Regions from separate parts of the Mus musculus genome. Here region 2 is linked to region 1. A link is a contact called in public HiChIP or PLAC-seq data. All regions are on one chromosome and are shown on one strand. Each heading gives the region's core, a stretch centred on a gene start, on an enhancer-like site or on the middle of the called end of the contact. The rest is flanking DNA. Distances are from core to core; before and after follow the strand shown. Region 1 has its middle 120 kb from the start of Atp10b. Region 2 overlaps Atp10b (ATPase, class V, type 10B).

Region 1 (6,079 bases), core at 2,569-5,068:
CACTTTCTTAGAACACTAAGATACCTTGCAGCCTTGAAAGAGTGTAGCTTTCAAGTTTGCTGGAGATGGCCCACCATTTTGCATGGCCTACAATGGGTGAACTCTATCAATGCAGGGTCTTTAGAGACCTCATCCCAGGATTACTTCTTGCTGCTGATATGCCTTTCCTATCAGTTTTACATAGTCTAATGATTTCCGGGTGTCAGCCCACCCTAGTGAGCAAATTCCCCGCAGATCAATGTGAAGATGAACTTTCATGAATTAATGATGTTTAGATGACTTAATTACTTTGTAGAATTCCTGATTTGATTCAAATAATTTTAAGAAGAAATTTGAAGGAGATAATTTTAGTTGTTTTAGCAGAAAGCTGTAATAAAGTTAGAATCCAGAAGAGAATGTGCCCCCCTCCTCATAGAATAGTAAGTAAAGCTTACATAAGAATGAATGCAATGGGCCTTCACAATTACACTAAGAGGAAAAATAGTCTTGAGATGCATTTGTGATCAAGGAAAAACATTCATTCTGGGTCAGATCCAAGGATTAAGCCACAGGTGTACACTATAATAAAGTGAAGCTATCTATTCATCTAAATGTATGAACATACATATAGATGCGGGTCGGTACATGTGTATGTATATAAGTATGCATGAAAACCTATGGGATTGTGGAGATACGTGGTTGGACCCAACCAGAATGTGTGTGTGTGTGTTTTCAGTATAAATTACTTCTTTCTTTCCCTTTCTTTTTTTCCTCTGGTTCATGGAGAGTTAACGTGTTCCAGATCTCTTGCTGACTAGACCAGAGGTCCTAGAGCTAGAGAGAAAAGAACCTTAGCAAATAAGCCTTTTTTTTTCTTCTTAATTCCCTGCTGCTGCCAGCAGTTTATTACCAGAAAACAGCAGCATTTAGCCACAGAATAGTCAGAAACAAGCTCTTATTAACACAACATAGTAAGAGAAAAGGAGCCTGTATTTATTAGCACAAAAAATTACTAAGAGAGCTTCCAGAGGCCTTCAGCTTCTGGCCCCCAAAATAGTCAGAGAGAGATAACAAGTCCAGAGGTAATCAGTCAATCTTTGGCCTTGTCCAGTACCTCAGTACTTGATGCCAGGAAGGTCCCCAGCAATGGGGATACTTTTAGTCCCCTGGAAATGTGACAAGAGTATTGTTTCATACAACTAGAAACTAAACAATGGTTTTTGCAAAGGGTTGTCATAATGCAAAACTCTCAACACACTTTCAGTTTGACCACAGGGATCTTCTGCTTTTACACAATGAGGGGAGAACCTACTGACACAGACTCACAGTTCAGGAAGTTACAAGAAACAATGGAAGAATAGATTATGGGGAAAGAAGGCACATCTAGTGGCAGAGATGGGTACTGAAGGAAGGGCCTGGGAACACATAACATTTAATCTTAGTCTTGAAGGATATGGTTAGGCAGAAGTAAATACATGAATCCCTGAGTGTCTTGGGAATCTGGTGGAGAGAAATGATTTTCCTCTCTTGATGTGGTAAGTACAGAAGTAAAGAAACATTGCAAATGATCCTCAGAGGGTGCTATTCAATTAGCAAGGAAGAGAGTAGATACTGTTGTGAGACCAGATCTTTGCAAAGGTCACTCTATATAAATATAAATATAAATATAAATATAAATATAAATATAAATATAAATATAAATATAAATATAAATATAAATATAAATATAAATATAAATATAAATATAAATATAAATATAAATATAAAGGAGTAGAGAGAAACAGGAGCAACCATGTGACCTCATTTTGTCCTCCTCAGTAAACAGTCAATTGGTGAGCACATGTCAGGCATTCCACAAATATTTCACTTGATTGCAGCAAGTCCACCACAATCAGGAATCTGTGGAAGCTAGAAAACTAGAGAAATGATCCATTGTTTCTAAGGAAATTAGTTGTTTTTTACTGAAAAGTCATGAATCAATGACTTGGGTATGAGATCCAATCAAGAATCATTCCCAAAAGAGATCTGCATTTCCTTTCTTCAGGATAGCAAGTCGGGATTAGGTTTAAGGAACAGATAATAAAAACATGGGAAACTTCAGGAAAACAAACAATTCTCTCTCTTATTTTTCTTTATATCTTTCATCTCCATATTGACCTTATTTTTAATAAGCTTTATTATTAAAAATATTGTAAGAGAGAAGAATCTATTTTCAACTAAAAAATAAAAATAACTTGCAAGTAAAAATACCACACACCAAAATCATCCATACCCAGGGTCTACATAAAACTTATTGAACTTATATACAACTAGAATTAATATTCATCACTGAAGCTGTTACATTTCAAATTAAAGATTGTACTTTCAGTATCAAAAGTATTTTATACACTTATCTACCACAAAACAAATATTATTAGAATTAGAAAACAAGTTAGCTTTATGTTCTCTGTCATAACTTGTGCCCTTGACCTGAATTCATCTTGCCTTATTTCTGCTAAGAATCAAACAATCTCTAGGAAAACAGAATGGCTTAGCCAAACATCTTATCTGCCTACCCCCAAAGTAACAGAAACCTGTGCATGACCTACTTCCAAACACAGGAAGAAAAATCTCTACATAGACATCAAATCTCCTAAGTCACACCCAGAATTCTTCTTGCTTCTCACTCAACACGATCATGCTTTGTTAGGCAAATATTAGAATTTGGAAAAGGACTTTTTGATTGAAAGCGCTGTGGTATGTCTTCAGCCTCACACTGCTGTCTATGTATGACCTAAGTTGACCCTTACCCATGACTCCAGAGAAGAGAGGGTGGCCAGACTCAAGCCTGTGGGTGGAGACAAAATTTCATTCTTCTTTAGGCTAAGTAGTACTTTACTGTATATAGCCTCCTTTCTTTTCCCATTCATCTATTTGTGGGAAGCTAGGTTGATATCTTCACTATTATCTATAATGCCACAAGAACCATGTGCATGCAGGGAGCTCATTTGTATGCTGACTTGCCCAACGTATGTGGCTATGCATCAAAAGACAGGATAACTGGATTCTGCAGCAGACCTATTGTCGGTGTCTTGAAGAATGACCTTCCTGTTCTTGACAATGACTATACTACTTTGCATTCCTTATGGCAGTGTTTGGGAATTCCTATTTCTCCATATATGTTCTCAGTATTTGTTACCTTTTATCATTTTTATATTAGCTTTTCTAACCAGAATGAGATGCTGTGTTGTGGTTTTGATTTGCATTGCTCTGTTTGCAAAACCTACTGAGTGTTTTTAAATATGCCTTAATATTTGCATTCTTTCTTTGGAGACAATGTATTCTGATTATTTTCTCACTTAATTACTTGTTATTTTTATGTTAAAAGGTTTTGGGCTTCCTTGGTGTCTGATGAATGGCAGATAGATCATTTCTTCCTTTTAGTACATTGGTCTTCACTCTGGGTTTCTTTTGCTATGCAAATGCTTTTTAGAATGGCACCATAGTTAGCATCAACTGGCACAAACCTAGAGTCACCTGGGAAGAGAGAACCTCAACTGGAAAACTTCCCAGATCAAATGGGTTTGTAACTGTGTTCGGGGGGCTCTTGTGGTTAAAATTAATTAGTGGTTTATTGCAGGAAATGTTAAAAAAAAAAAAAAAAGAAAGAAAGAACTGGCAGATTCCAGCGCTTGTGCCTCCGCCCTGGCAGTCTGGCCGGCCATGCACTGGCGGGCAATGGCAGACCTGTTTTTATCTGATGGAGACTCTGACTCAGAACTCCACAATCTCTCCACCCAGCTCACTAGGTTCCCACTGGCAGGCTGTTACCATGCCAATCCAGTGTTTCAAATCCCCCACAGCCTTTGTGGTGCACATCTGGTAAACCCACTCTTTGCCATCACCATACTCTTCTCTCTTGAAGTTAGGCAAGTCACCATGTAAGGGAAAACGCAACACAACCTTAGTTCAGACACAATGGTAACTCAATCTCTGGGTGCAACAACTAAAACCAAATCTTGTAAGCCTTATTAAAATCTGATTTCTCCAGTGATGAATCCTTGCAGATCCACCATGATGGCAGGAAACTCTAGCAGCTACATCTTAACCATTTGCTGTCCCCGTGCCAAAGGGGCCGTAACTCTCCCCTGGTTCCCTTCTTTCTCTGTCCAACTCGCCCAGTGAGTGGTTCTTTTATTCATTAGGGGATTGGTTCACAAGAAGTCACCTGAGTATGACTCACTCCTTGTCCACAGCCCCTCCCAGGAGAGCAGAATTAACATACAAACAGCACCGGGCCCATCCACAACAGTGGTTTCTACCCCACCTTAGATCATTTAGTTCCCAAATAAAAGACACAAAATTTTTATCTTTATAATAAGCTGAAAAGCACTAGAGCTGGGCAGACCTCAAACCTCTGCACTATTTTGTTTACTTCCCTGTCAGTAACCGTGAGATATCACTTGCCATGTTCTACCTGGGCGGCTCCTATACCAATTGGCCAGCCCTTCTGGCCATGCTTTCAAGATCCACCTTCCCCAAGGCATCTTCTTCCTCCTCCTTCTCTCATTCTCTTTTCCTCATGGCCTCTGCCTCAGACCCCAAGCCTGGCAACCAAAGCTTTGCCTACCTCTCTTCTACCCAACTATAGACTGTAGGTATCTCTATTCAGCCAATCATTTAAAACTAGAGCAAGGTTACATAGCATCATTTGGTATACATGAGAATCTCCTGAGGCTTTCCTCATGGGGGAGACCTAATGTTGGGGGTCAGTATTTAGTATCGTGATGCATGGCAACATACCAAACCTTAACAGGGAACATTTTCTTAATAGTGCATTGACATAGAAGGGCTAATGTGGGCAATTCCATCCCTGGGCAGATGAGTATGAATGATAAAAGTAGTAGCTGAGCTAGCCAAAGGGGTAAGCCAGTAAAGAGTTTCCATTTTAAGCTTGTGCTTTAGTCCTTGCCTTGGTTTTTTTTTTGTTTGTTTGTTTGTTTTTTTTTTCATGATGGATCATAGCCTGTAAATATAACCCCGTTCCTCCTCAGGTTGTTTTGGTCATGGTGTTTACCACAGCCACAGAGAGCAAACTACAACAGTTGTATTCTTGCTTGCCAGCTGTTTGCTCTTGTTAACTATGTGGTTTCTTTGTAAAGAGTTATTTAGAATTTTTTTGCATGTGTCAATGTCTTAAGTGTTTCCTCTCTAAGGTTTTCTGGAAGTTTTAGATTCTTGTTCCTTGTGGCTGTTTTCTTTGGGTTGGACATAATTGTTGTCATCTGTGTTGGACCAGAGCACTTAACGGTCATGCTCACAAGATCCTCTCAATATTGTCCCTACTAATATTCCCACCTGGAAAGGCTAGAGGGCTCAGAAGATAGATGTAGTCTCTCCCTTCTCCAAGTATATATAAGCAGTTAACAATTGCTGGCAAGGAGAATCTTTGGAGTTTGTCTTAGTCACTGTTCTATTTCTGTGAAGAGACACCATGACCAAGGCATCTCTTCTAAAAGAGAACATTTAATTGGAAGCTTGCTTACAGTTTCAGAGTTCAGTCCATTATCTTCATGGCAGGGAGCCTAGCTACATGCAGACAAGCATTGGAGCAATAGCTGAGAGCTCCCTTCTGAACCATAGGCTACCTGGCTTGAGCTTTTGAAACCTCAAGGCTCACCCCGGTGACATACTTCCTCCAACAAGGCCATGTTTCCCAATCTTTTCAATTTTTCAGAGTTTTACTCCCCAGAGACTAAGCATTAAAATTGATGAGCCTATAGGGACCATTCTTATTCAAGCCATCTGTGGTGTAGCCCATCCTTCTGTAAGTAACTCTTGTCTGTGTTGGGTAGAATCCTTTCTTTGGTCTATCATTGTTTTACTCTCAGGTGACTGGAAACCAACTGTTCCAGTTAGTCAATAGGCTTACCTTTAGTGCTTTGGCTCACCGTGAGTTTATATTTTCCCTTGCAATTATCTTGGAATTTGGGCATATAAATAATATTGTGTTAAGGTAAGGATTTTTTTCTGGTCATGTTTTTCTAGAGTCATTTGAGGCTCCTGCACAAGGAGGATTTCCCAAGATTGAAGAAACTTTCTGTAATTATTTCATTATGTA
Region 2 (6,079 bases), core at 1,023-3,522, 150 kb after region 1:
AAGGACAGTGACTCAAATCATTTTGTGAAGAGAAATGAAAGACAGCTGTCCCAACTTCTGCCCTGTACAAGACAAAACACACATATGCATACAAACACACACACACACAATACCTTGGTTGCATATGGCAAAATGCTGACTAAAAATACCTTGCCCAAAATGAAAATTGTTGGAAAAATACAAGGTGAGTGCGCCTTAGGCCTTGTGGTGCCAGGAAGTGAGAATCCATCAGGATAAGCTCCACTTTGGGCCCAGCTCCCATTTAATTCCTAGAGAGGAGTAATCAGTCTTTTTGATACGTATGTCAGGAAAGCATCCCAGGGAAAGAGACTGATTGTCCCAGGTTAGGTATCATATACCCATTCCTGGACCAATTAACTATGGCCAGAGTGTCAGGGTTCTCTGAACTGCATCCTCCGTCTGAAAGTCATAAGGAGGACTGATCTGTGGAGAAAAAGGGTTTTGAGCAACAAAGCAATGGATATCCATTACAGACTCAGACTGTAAAATCCTACATTACATATGACCATGGTTGTATACTATATAGGGCAGGGTCTGGATGTCCTCTAACTCTCTCCTATATCCCTTCCCCCATGCTAGTCTTTCTTCCCCGAAACCTGCTTCCTGTCTTAGTTCCTCTGCCTTCCCAATATTGTGGATCGAATAGCAGGTTCTTACTCTTCTCTGGGCTTCTGTAGATGTTGCTACTTCTCATTCTTCTTCACCCCATCTTCCAGTTAATCAATTCACTTTCTCATCCAATGCTATAGAATGTCTAGTTGTTAATGCCTGGCTTGGATTTTCATTGCCATTATTTATTGGCAGAGGTGACACGTTATGATTGTATCTTCTGTGAACAGCTCAATATAGCTTCTCGAGTTGAAATTTATACTCTGCTTTTTACGGCCTCTTTTGCCAAAAACATTGGGTTTTCCCATTGTTTTCCCGTGTTTTTGTTATCTCTAACAAGACAGTTTTATACAGAGAAGGTTTGTCTTTACAGTGAATACTCCCTTAAGACATCACTGCCCCTCCTATGGCAGTTGTCCAGAGTTTATGCCTCATGTCACTTATTTATTTTTTCACTGAGTGTAGATGACAGGCCTTCTCTGTGAAGTAATGCAATGACATATTCCTGGGGTCGAAGACAAAATAAACACAGGCCAGGGAATAGACTAAGCCAATGAGTTCTAATCAGAAATTAATGACTGCATGACACAGTCCTTGGTAAACAACTCTACTAATATTTCTTTTGGAAATGATCCGGGGACAAAATCATTCTTTTTCTGATATTTTGTTGGAATGTCAAACCCAGACATTATAAGGAATATGTCACAGCAAGACCTTAAGATTTATTAGTCTTGAATTAAAACAAAAAACAAAACAAAACAAAAAAACCATAATATCCATCTACTTGGAAAAAGGAAACTCAACCTACAAGGAAGCATTAAGGTCCCGTTCAGATGGCCTTCCAGCCCAAGCCATGTTCTTGTATGCCAGTAGCTGTGGCAGGAAGACTGTCCAGATGACTGGGAATGTAGACTAGCCCCTCCTCCAGAGACAGATGGAAGGGATTACTCATCACACCCAGTGGTTATCTTGAAAAGGACAATCACCAACCAGGAACTAGAAAGTTTGCCAAGTGCCAGTAATTGTTAGTAGTTTCAGATAGGGTTTGCAGAAATTAGGGCTTCCTTCATTTGCATTCCAGGAAGGAAACAATGATTTATCCCAGCAGATGATGTATGGTGAACATTTGCTATCACGATTTAGATACCCTAGTGAAACACTTTTTTTTTCTTTAAAAGAGTGAGTGAAGAGGAATTCCCCAATTCTACAGTATTCCTCCTCACTGCTTTTTTAGTTGGCATGGTGTTCTGCCAGCCTTTTAACTCCTTTATGGCATGGCCCATTGATCAGATTAGGAGAGGTATCCCTACCCTTGCTTTGTTGGGCTAATCCAGGTCCAGGAATCTTCATGGTGGCCCCCTCTCCTGAGCACCATGAGAAAATGGACTCAGCAGTAAGCAAGCGTAGTGATAACTGACTCCACTCTTCTCTTTAACAGACATCCTCGGCTCCTAGTAAAATCTGGATGAATACATGTGTTCTGTGTTAGAGGAAAGGCCGGCTGTTTCCTTTCCTTCAATGAGCACAGAATTTCTAGATTGACAGGGGTTTCAAAATGATTTGAAACATGAATCCTGTACTCTAAGACCATATGACTGTGAGTCACTGTTACTTTATAGCTGTGTTTCTCAACCTTCCTAATGCTACAACCCTTTAACACAGTTCCTCGTGTTTTGGTAACCTCCAACCATAAAAACATTTCTGTTGCTACTTCATAACTGTAACTTTGCTACTGTTATGAATCATAATGTAACTATCTGATATGGAAGAATTCTGATATAAATGACCCCCCCCCATCAGTTAACCCCCAAAGGGGTCACAACCCACAGTTTGAGAACCACTGCTTTATACCTTGTGTGACTCCAAAACAAGTAGTAATGCTTTCAGTGTTCATTAACAAAGAAAAATACAGATTTAGCAAAACTACTGTGGAATTGGTGACCTTTTGTGGGAATTAATCATCTACCAGTCTTGATTAAAAACAGGAGTCTCTAAACAAAAGGGTGTGAGTATAGGAAGGTCAGGCGGGCCACACTGGTGAGAGTGAGGTAAAATGAGGGGCAGAGGAAACAATAAGCAGGATTATTAAACGTGTACAAAATGGTCATAGAACAAATGTAAACATTTAAAATATAAATGATTGGAGCACAAATAATTAAAAATAAAATTCTCACAAAATTTGTAAAGTAACACTACATCTATGTTACGAAAGAAAGTGTGCTGTGTGGCCATGGAGTGGAGTGACCACTACAGGGAATTGTGTTCTTTTCTTCACAAGTAACAGAATTCTGTGAGATGGTTCTAGATAATTGGAACAAAAGAGAATTGTAATAAGAATGCGGTAGGAAAAGGAAGGGAAGGAAGAACATATAATAAGGCTCGGTGGTTGAAAAGAAAGCTTGAGGATTTGGACTTAGAAACCACAACTAGGAATCCAAGATGACAGTGAAGGACTGAAAGGAATAATAAGTTAACGGTCTTGTGTGATTTTCCTTCCTGGAGTCATTGCACTCAGCTCACAGTCCCACAGTGGGACAGCATAAGAGGCAGGATGCCTTGACTTACGTCAAGATGTGAGCAAGGGATGAAGGGGCTACAGGAGCTTGTTTTGCAAAGAATATGGAAGAGGAGATAAGGAAACATGGAGCAGTGGTCTACTAAAATATCAAAAAGTGAAGCAGGGACTTGTTAACCAGTTTAATTGAATGACTTGATAATCCATTGTGAAAATAACATGATGGTAAGTAAACTTAAAAAAGTAAAACTGGAAGAACACGTAAGGGGTTTCCTGTCCTAACCTGTTCTCACTGTTACAATATGCTCCAGCCAGATTGCTTTAGATTGCATTTCCTGGTGGCCTTGACAGTGGCCAGCTTGCTGTATCTGAGATAAAGGTCAGCAAAAAGTAAGACAACACAGCCTGGGAAGTTATGACACCCTGACTTTTGGACCACTTTGTTTTGCTTTCAAAGGTACCAAATGGACACACCTGAGCAAGACTGGGAACTGGGTGTTGTTTATCGCTATAGTAATTGTTGTGTCAATACCCACTTCCTCCTCTCTGAATCTCTTTCCCTTTCCCCAAGATCCATGTCCTGATATCCAATAAATACTCAAAATCATGAAAGAGAAAAGAATGAATGCATGAGACCTCAACTTTGAAGACAGTTTTTATGAGTCAGCTGTTCTAGTTTGCATTCTTGCCATAGTCAAGACATGACCAAAAGCCGTTGGGGTTCAAAAAGAGTTTATTTCATTTTACAGCTTATTCATGATAAAGGGAAGTCAGGACAAGAACTCAAGGCAGGAATAGAAGGAGAGATTATGGAGGGGTACTGTTCACTAGCTTACTCCTCCTGGTTTGCTAGCTTTACTTTCTTATATATCCTAGGACCACCAGCCCAGGGATGCCACTACCCACTGTGGGCCCTTCCAAATCAATCAAGAAATGCCCCACAGATTTTCCCATAGGCAAATCTGTTACATGCCAACTATGAGATGATGTTCCGTTTATTCTCAACTATACACTTGCCCACACGTCCTAAATTTACATTGGGATCTTATTAGCATGTGCCTGACACAGGGAAAAATAGTCTGGCCTTCCCTAAAGCCCTGCAGAGACATATACCCTCCTCTGAAAGAGGGTTATCTCTCCCTGTGCTTTGGTTGCAGTCAGTGGGACTCTCGTCAAAGAGCAGCAGCTTATGGGGGAAGGGGGGAACAATTAAAAACAAGAATCTGCTTAGATTAAGTTTATCCATGAAATAGAATAATCTGGAGGGTGGTGAGATGAGCCCTGCCCTACCTGGGAGGAGAATCAAAGTTTGCTGAGCCTGGTTGATGTTAGATGGCCTGGTAATTACATACATCCTTTGGCAGTCACAAAAGCTTCCCTGGAGGAACCACATCTTGTCCTTACGGGAAGTAGGGCCACGTCGTCATGTTTAGAGGACACAGTATTGGGGGTTTGAAAGATAGTTCAGTGGTTAAAAGAGTGTGTACCGCTCTTGCAGAGGACTTAAGTTTGGTTTCCATAACTACAACAGAATGATCACAGCTGAATGTAACTCCAGCTCTAGGGGATAGAACACTTTTCTTTTTTTTATATCTTAAGGGTATCTTCACTCACATGTATGTATCACATACACATACTTTAAAAATAATAATAAACATTTGCAAAAGCAGGGCTCTTGTGTCTTCTGCATCTATTTTGGAGAGTGCAAGAAGAAACCAAGGTAGCGAGAGAGGGAAAAACCAGCCCTCCACAAGATGAAGACAGAAGAGCCATGGGCAGTGCCTGGAAAGAAGGAGTCAGAGAAAAGACACAGCAGGTTTGCTCTGAGCAAGAACAGGGCAAGAGAGTCGACCTTCACCATGACCTTGGCCGGAGCCCCACAGGGCGTGATTCAGGGGCAACAGGGACTCTGAGCTGCTGCAGGATTATTAGCTGCCACTCCTTTCTGAAACCCAGCAGTGATCTGAGTGGTATGGGTCAGGACCAAAGCGCATGGCTTAATCAAAAGTGCAAAAGCAGCCCACAAATTACAGCATGATTTGTCATCATCTCCGGACTCACTGTTTGTCCCTGAAAGAATCAATACCTGGAGGGACAAGAGCCATATTTTTAGAAACTCCTGGATGGGCAATTTATTTCAAGTGAGTAGAGAGTTTATTTATGTTGGCACCCCCATGGGTGTAATGGACAGTATATTTACACAAAGACAGGAAATGCTATCATTTCTTCTAATCAAATTGCCCCTTTGAACAGCTGTAGCTTACAACCCTGAATGACAAATTTACTCGCTCATATGTTCAAAACTATACCCAGGAACCATGCCCATTATGGTCTTCAGCATTGCTGCCTTCTGTTTGGATAGAATGATATGCATTGCAGAATTCTTCTGAATAGATTCTATTTTCTAAGGCACCAATGGGATAGGCAGGGCTGGTGATATTAGCTACATTCTACAGATAAAGAAACCAAGGCTCAAGTGTTAAATGCTTTGCTGAGCACTAGAGTTGGAAAGCAATATCTCACCATCTCTAGCTGATTTTACTCCTATTATACTATATCTGAAACAACTTCAAGGAGAGTTTCTATAGTCAAAACCAATTATACAAATATTCTATCAGAAAAGAACTAAAAGAAATTATATATATATATATATATACATTATAGATATTCTATTTCAGGTGTTCATAAAAATATTTAAATTGACATTCAAACTGTTCAAGGCAGGCTGGGAAAGAGGGCTCAGTAAGTAAATGCTTGCTATAAGTACATGAGGACCTGACTTGAAATCCCAGCACCTATGTGAAAAGTTGGGCATAGCAGTGTCTGCCTGTCATCTAGGTGCTAGGCAGAGTGGGCTGAGAAGAGCTAGATCATGTGGGCCAGCTGGACTAGTCTCATCAGTGATTCAGTAAGACACACACACTGACTCAAAAT

Evidence for each region. HiChIP or PLAC-seq counts read pairs in DNA pulled down with a chosen protein or histone mark.
Region 2: an HNF4G HiChIP or PLAC-seq map of pancreatic cancer cells shows a contact between it and region 1. The contact joins two enhancer-like sites. A contact is called at or near these places in 2 of 39 promoter capture datasets (hippocampal neurons and liver), 2 of 115 datasets of contacts at active chromatin or transcription factors (a colorectal cancer cell line and pancreatic cancer cells) and 1 of 9 other capture datasets (embryonic stem cells).

Annotation. Positions count from the first base shown.
Region 1 is chr11:43,028,168-43,034,246 of GRCm38.p6, forward strand. It overlaps a transcript of Atp10b not described here. Among named protein-coding and RNA genes, the nearest start is that of Atp10b, 120 kb to the right of the region's middle. Within about 2 kb of position 3,819, at least 10 of the 459 cell types and tissues checked have an H3K27ac peak or open chromatin away from gene starts, as enhancers often do. A contact at or near this core is called in pancreatic cancer cells, where this site is marked.
Region 2 is chr11:43,181,454-43,187,532 of GRCm38.p6, forward strand. All of the region lies in intron 4 of Atp10b (ATPase, class V, type 10B), which reads left to right. Among named protein-coding and RNA genes, the nearest start is that of Atp10b, 35 kb to the left of the region's middle. Within about 2 kb of position 2,273, at least 50 of the 459 cell types and tissues checked have an H3K27ac peak or open chromatin away from gene starts, as enhancers often do. A contact at or near this core is called in pancreatic cancer cells, where this site is marked.